2 separate regions of the Sus scrofa genome follow, and region 2 is linked to region 1. A link is a contact called in public HiChIP or PLAC-seq data. All regions are on one chromosome and are shown on one strand. The core of a region is the stretch at or near the end of the contact, and the rest is flanking DNA. Distances in the headings are between cores, read along the strand shown.

What was found. HiChIP or PLAC-seq counts read pairs in DNA pulled down with a chosen protein or histone mark.
Region 2: an H3K27ac HiChIP or PLAC-seq map of alveolar macrophages shows a contact between it and region 1. The contact joins two enhancer-like sites. A contact is called at or near these places in 1 of 47 Hi-C or Micro-C datasets (epiblast stem cells) and 1 of 2 datasets of contacts at active chromatin or transcription factors (alveolar macrophages).

What each region holds. Positions count from the first base shown.
Region 1 is chr8:130,826,122-130,829,415 of Sscrofa11.1, forward strand. No RefSeq gene overlaps it. Among named protein-coding and RNA genes, the nearest start is that of ABCG2, 26 kb to the right of the region's middle. Within about 2 kb of position 1,465, at least 9 of the 83 cell types and tissues checked have an H3K27ac peak or open chromatin away from gene starts, as enhancers often do. A contact at or near this core is called in alveolar macrophages, where this site is marked.
Region 2 is chr8:131,143,325-131,146,800 of Sscrofa11.1, forward strand. No RefSeq gene overlaps it. Among named protein-coding and RNA genes, the nearest start is that of MEPE, 53 kb to the right of the region's middle. Within about 2 kb of position 1,422, at least 2 of the 83 cell types and tissues checked have an H3K27ac peak or open chromatin away from gene starts, as enhancers often do. A contact at or near this core is called in alveolar macrophages, where this site is marked.

The DNA of each region.
Region 1 (3,294 bases), core at 215-2,714:
GCTACATCTCTGATTCGACCCCTAGCCGGGGAACCTCCATATGCCTTGGGTGTGGCCCTAAAAAACTAACTAAATAAATAAAAATTAAGGAGTTTCTGTTGTGGCTCAGGGGTAACAAACCCGACTAGTATCCATGAGGACGTGCGTTCAATCCCTGGCCTCACTCAGTGGGTTGGGGATCTAGAATTGCTGTGACCTGTGGCCATAGATGTGGCTTGAATCCCACATTGCTGTGGCTGTGGTGTAGGCTGGCAGCTGCAGCTCTGATTCGACCCCTAGCCTGGGAACTTCCATGTGCAGCAGGTGTGGCCCTAACATGACAAAATAAATAAATAAATATTAAAAAAAAAAATACCCACTACGCTAGTGACTCAGCCAATGAGAAAATGTCATCACTTCAAATTCTCACTTTTCTTCAATGGACTTTGATTCTAAACTACCTCTCCCAACTTCTCCTATTTTCTATGTAAAATAATGTTCCTTTCCTCTGTTCATTGGACTTGCCTATGGTATTTGCCATTTTGGTCCATTTTGTTTTATAATTCTCTGCTATTCCCAGGTAAGTCCATTTATTTTGCCAGTAAAATAGCTGACTTTCATTTTTAAGATCAACACTAGAATATTTTAAACACATAAAAGAAGTATAGAGAATACTGTAATAGTTATGTTCCCATTGTATGGATTTAATATATTAGCATCAGTCTATTCTCTGCCAAGGAATTCTTTTAAAATATAAATCAATCAAGTCACTTTTCTTCTCAAAGCCCTCCACTGGTTTTCTACATCCAAATACATGCTCAAGAGTTCCCATTGTGGTTCAGTGGGTTAAAAATGTGACTAGTATCCGTGAGGATTCGGGTTTGATCCCTGGCCTTGCTCAGTGGGTTAAGTATCTGGCATTGCCTTGATCTGTGGCATAGGTCAAAGATGTGGCTCAGATCCCCTGTTGCTGTGACTGTGGCACAGGCCAGCAGCTGCAGCTCTGATTCAACCCCTTACACGGGAACTTCCATATGCTGAAAGTATGGCCATAAAAAGAAAAACAAACAAACAAAAGCTCAAAGCATCAACGAACCCTATACCATCTGCCTCTGCATTTACCTCCCAGTCTCCTCCATGTCTCCCTCTCATTACTGATACCTTAGCTCGATTACCTTGCTGCGCCCTGAAGATGCCAAGCACTTCCAAACTCAGAGATTTGGCCTACTGCTCCCTCTGTAGCACTACTGTGATCTCAGTCTACTCATTACAGTTAAGTTTAGTTGTAAGACCGTGATATAAAACAGGATGGGTGTTTATCTCTCTTGTTCAAGAAACCCAGAGGTAGACATTCCAGAGACAGTGTAGTAATTCCAGGGTTTCAGGAACTCTCATTCCTTCTATGTTGTTGCTTTGCCACATGTAGCTTCTATGCTCAGTCATCTCGTGCTCCAAAATAGTGATGGGAACTCCAGTCATGTTTGGATTCCAGCCAACAGGAAAGAGGAAGAGAGAAAGAACACTCTATGTTTCTATAAATGTTGGGTAAAGGAGGAAATGGAACATCTGATTTTTTAAAAAATGGTTTTTTGAAGATAAACGTTTGCTGTCTAAGTAAAATCCCATCTACCTTCATGGGAGCCTCAGGGAATGATAACAAAGTGCTACTTTAAACCAAATGTATTTCTAAACATCCTACTAGTAAAAATGTAGTTAAGCTTAATCTTTTTGTAACACCTGTTGCCCAGGAGAATTAGATTTTTTTTTTTTTTTTTTGCTTTTGCTTTTTTAGGGTCACACCTGCGGCATATGGAATTTCCCAGGCTAGGGGTTGAATAGCTGCCGGCTTACACCACAGCCAAAGCCACACCAGATCCCAGATGCAACTGGGACCTACACCACAGCTCACAGCAATGCCAGATCCTTAACCCACTGAGTGAGGCCAGGGATTGAACCTGTGTGCGTCCTCATGAATACTAGCTGGGTTCATAACATGCTGAGCCGTGATGGGAAATCCCTAGATTTTTTTTTTCTTCACACCAGAAACAGTTAAATTTTTTTTTAAATAAATGCACATGGAGTTCCCGTCGTGGCACAGTGGTTAGCAAATCCGACTAGGAACCATGAGGTTGCAGGTTCGGTCCCTGCCCTTGCTCAGTGGGTTGACGATCCGGCGTTGCCGTAAGCTGTGGTGTAGGTCGCAGACGCGGGCTCGGATCCAGCATTGCTGTGGCTCTGGCATAGGCTGGTGGCTGTAGCTCTGATTCGACCCCTAGCCTGGGAACCTCCATATGCCGCGGGAGCAGCCCAAGAAATAGCAAAAAGACAAAAATAAAAAAAAATAAAAATAAAATAAATGCACAACTCCAATATATTAAAATATATTTATTAATATTTATATATTAAAATGTACACATTTACTATTAGGAAGTCAGTCAATAAAAACAGTATTTTTGATGAGCACAGAAATATTGTGAGAAGGGTTTATTATAGTTGCAGAAAGCCTCTGAAATAAATTTATTTCTGCATTTGGTCATACAGTATTGAGAAAAATCTGATTCAGATGAGTAGTTGGAGATAGTTCAGGTTTTTGTATTGTTTTGTTCATCTTACAATTTTATGATTTTTCTCTGATTAAACAGAGATGACAAGAGAAGATTTATTCTGAGATACATATAAAAATGACCCAAGTTGGAGTTCCCTTTGTGTCTCAGTGGTTAATGAAGATGCGGGTTTGATCCCTGGCCTCGCTCAGTGCGTTAAGGATCTGGCGTTGCTGTGGCTGTGGAGTAGGCTGGCGGCTACAGCTCTGATTTGATCCCTAGCCTGGGAACTTCCATGTGCCTCAGGTGGGGCCCTAAAAAAGCAAAAATTAAAAAAAAAAGAAAAAGAAAATAAATTACAGTGACCCAAGTTAACACATAGGCTTCCAGTGTGATGTATGAGAGGGCACACTACCTATAATTTTATGCAGTTTCTTAAAAGTCTTAAATGAATAGATATGTGCATATGTATGTGTGTATACACACACACATATATTTTGTTTATTGGCTTTAAACTACTTTAAAATTGCTTCCTTGAAAATTATATACCATACATTTTAAGTGTACAAGTCAATGAATTTTAGTAAATTTGTAGAGTTGTGTACCCCTTTTCTACCACCTCAGATAGCTCACAGTAAATGTTTGCTTACTGGTACCAGGTGCAGAGCCTGGGCCTTCTCTCCTGTATTTCCCGACCTTCCAGCTGGGAGGAGTGGATGGTCTGGAAGCCAGTGTGCCAGTGTCTGTACAAAAAGACCTGCGATCTCTGTTC
Region 2 (3,476 bases), core at 172-2,671, 320 kb after region 1:
TGTACGGAAAATGGCAATTTGGGAGAGATTTTAATTTAGCCTGAAATGGTCATTCTTTGAGTTTAAACACAGTTAAGTTCAGGGATGGGTTGTGGAATAATGGCCAGTGGAAATGAAATCACTATGCATAAAATACCAATATCCTGAAAGGGTTAAAGCCCTGGGTTAGGAACAGCCAGTGCGGAGGAATGAGGTCCCACGGAGAGGTGACGCACCCACACAAAACTTGTCCCATCACTTTGTTTTCTGAAGTGACTTTAGACTTTCCCTTCTACAGAATAATAATCGTCTTCTGTCTTCTTGAAACTTGGCAGTGACACTCTACTTCTTGGCTAGGTCTCTGCCAACCCTTCCCTTCCTCCCTCAAACCCCACGTCCCTCCCTGAAGCATCTCCTACTAAACCAGAGAGGTGGTGATGAGGCTTCTCCCTCGACCAGTGACTGATGGAACAAGGCACATCCTGCATTCCCTTCACTCCCCAGCACACAAGATGCTCCTACCTCTTCTCTTGAACACAGTACAATATGGTGGGGGGGGGGCGGGGGTAGTTCATGTGATACTTCCGTTTAGCCATCTCTCCTCTTTGTCTTCTGTATTCAAGCTTCTGCCCAAGACAGTCATGAGCTCGAAACAATATGTAACACAGCATCTGTTAAGTACATTATCGCTTCAGTTCGCGATTGGAAATTGGGCATACGTAAGAGAGACTGAGACATTTAAGGGGGAGTTTCTTTCTTAATTTTATTTTTTATCTTCAAAGTGGAGTTGATTCACAATGTTGTACAATTTCTGCTGTACAGCAAAGTGACCCAGTCCCACACACACGTACCCACACATATGTATATTCTTTTTCTCATGTTATCTTCCATCGTGTTCTATCACGAGAGATTGGACAGAGTCCCCTGTGCTGTACAACAGGATCTCATTACTTATCCATTCTACATGTAAAGGTTTGCATCTACTAACCCCAAACTCCCAGTCCATCCCACTCCCTCCCGCCTTGGCAACCAAAAGTCTGTTCCCCGTGTCTGAGTCTGTTTCTGTGGCCGTTTCATTTTCACATTTATAAGTCACAGCAGGGCTGATTGAGGAAGTGTCCAACCCTGAAGTCGAATACTGGTGTCATCTTTAAAAAAAACAAAACAAAACAGACTTTTCAAATCTTATTACCAACTCAAACATCTCAGAGTGTTTGAGTAGGGTGACAAAAAAATCATTCGGGAGAAGCGAACAATTTGGTGAAGCAGAGGACACTGGGGAGTAAAGGAACTTGGGAAGATTCCAAGGGCACCGCTGTGACAGTAGGACCCCGAGACTCCCTACACATCACCTAGAGATCTCAGTGACCCCCGACATCTGTGTTCCTCAGCACGGAGATGTCATTTGTTTCCTCGCATCAGTAAACTCTGTTTCTGTGGAAGGCAGGACAAAGGTTGCTCCTGTCCCCTCCTCCACTGTCCGTTTCTGTTTAGCCAGCAAGCTCTCCCCTAGAGAAATGCACAGAAAGGAAAGCCCCCAAGGTTCTTTCCCTGACTGTAAAGTGGAGGAATTTCTCATCTGAACTTACCTTTCTATGGAGTTCTGTTGAGAGTTACTAATAGCACATCCTCAGCAATAGAACATTTTCAAGGTTTGCTTTTTTTTTTTTTTTTTTTTTGTCTTTTTGCCTTTTCTAGGGCTGCTCCTGTGGCATATGGAGGGTCCCAGGCTAGGGGCTGAATCGGAGCTGTAGCCACCGGCCTACACCAGAGCCACAGCAACGCGGGATCCAAGCTACGCCTGCAAACTCTACCACAGCTCACGGCAACGCCGGATCCTTAACTCACTGAGCAAGGCCAGGGATTGAACCCGCAACCTCACAGTTCCTAGTTGGATTCGTTAACCACTGTGCCACGATGGGAACTCCTTAAGGTTTGCTTTTAATGTTGGAATTGCATAAGCTCTGAATTCAAGATTATGGATTTCTATCCTGTCTTTGTTTCTTCTGAACTCTTTGGTCATAGGCAATTTACTTCACTTGCTCCTCCCTCAGTTGATTTATCTGTGAAATTGGAATAAAATAAGGAATCATATTCCCACCATAGGCACTGAACTCTAGCTTCCATCTCATTAATTTGTTACCTGTCTCCCGAAAGCATGGCTCACTCTGGAACAATTTAGAAGCTAGTGGTAGGGAGCTCCTTTCCTAGATGGTCCAGCTGTAAAGTCTGAGGTTGGTAATGAGTCTGAAGATGCAGAGATGGCATCAGTGGGAATTACTAGGCACCCTACCTTTTGCCTGTTGCACAATGGGCAGTTCTGCTAGTCGGTGAGAACCGAGGACTCTCAAAGATGCCCATTTCTGATCATTTATTCATCCTGGACACTGGAATGAGTTCCCATGTTTCCTTGGCCATACTCTGGTCAAACAGTTGCTGCTTTGGGGTCCACTATTCTGCCTTTACAGAATTTTCTCTCCTTTGGAATGACGCTTCTCAAAAATCTCTCTAGATTAATCTCCTTTAGTCTTTTTCTTGTCTATCAAGACTCCAAATGCACAGGAATTATAGTGTTCTATCAATGATATGAGTCATAATAGTGTTGATAAAAATAATGGCAGCTCCATAAGTGGCGGAGTCTTAGGGACTATTTATTGTGTGCCAGATACAGGCAGTATTTCACTTATTCTTCAAAACAACCCTTGAGGAAGATTTTTGCTTCTAGTTTTCAGATGTGAAAACTCAGGCTTTGAAAAATTAAATACCTTACCCAAGGTCACGAAGCTAGGAAGTGGCGGAACCTGCATTCCCCACAGTCCCTAACCTTAACCTGAGTGCAAAACCATCCCAGGTGTATGCTCTCAGCTTCCTCCAAACTAAATGGAAAATTCCATTGAAGTTATTTGTTACTTTTTAGAACCTCTCTGTCCTATCAGGAAGGTGTCTTCTAAATAATCTGGGGGCAAACAATTTTGTAAAAATTCAAATATTTATTCTTAATTTATAATTGGTGAGAAAAATACTTTCTGAATAGGGAGGGATGGGTATGTTCACAAATAAAATTTGGGGCGTGTGTGGAGAAAAGCAAGTTGTGTGTTTTGACTGGACGCCGTGGGAGGGCAATAAATCTTGAAATTATACAGGAAATAAGCCTGGAGAGGTAGGAAGTTGCCAAATTACGGAGGGCCTGGAAGCCTTGCTCTGGAGTTTTAACCAACTCCATAGACAGTGAGGATTGAAGGAGGACTCTGTAGGGAACCAGGGTCTGAGCAGATTTAGGGAGATTCCTGGGATGCTGGGGACGAGGGAGAGAAGCAGAAGTCGGAGATTAGGACAAAGGCTATTGCATCGTTTTTGTACACCCACCAGAAGACGTGCGAGAACGTTTATGGTACTTCCTTCCTCAGAGCAGGCTTACTCATTAAATCCTTAGAATGGAATCGTGAGGAACCACAGGGAACAAACCGCAGCGATGCACACGGCTACGAATGCATCCC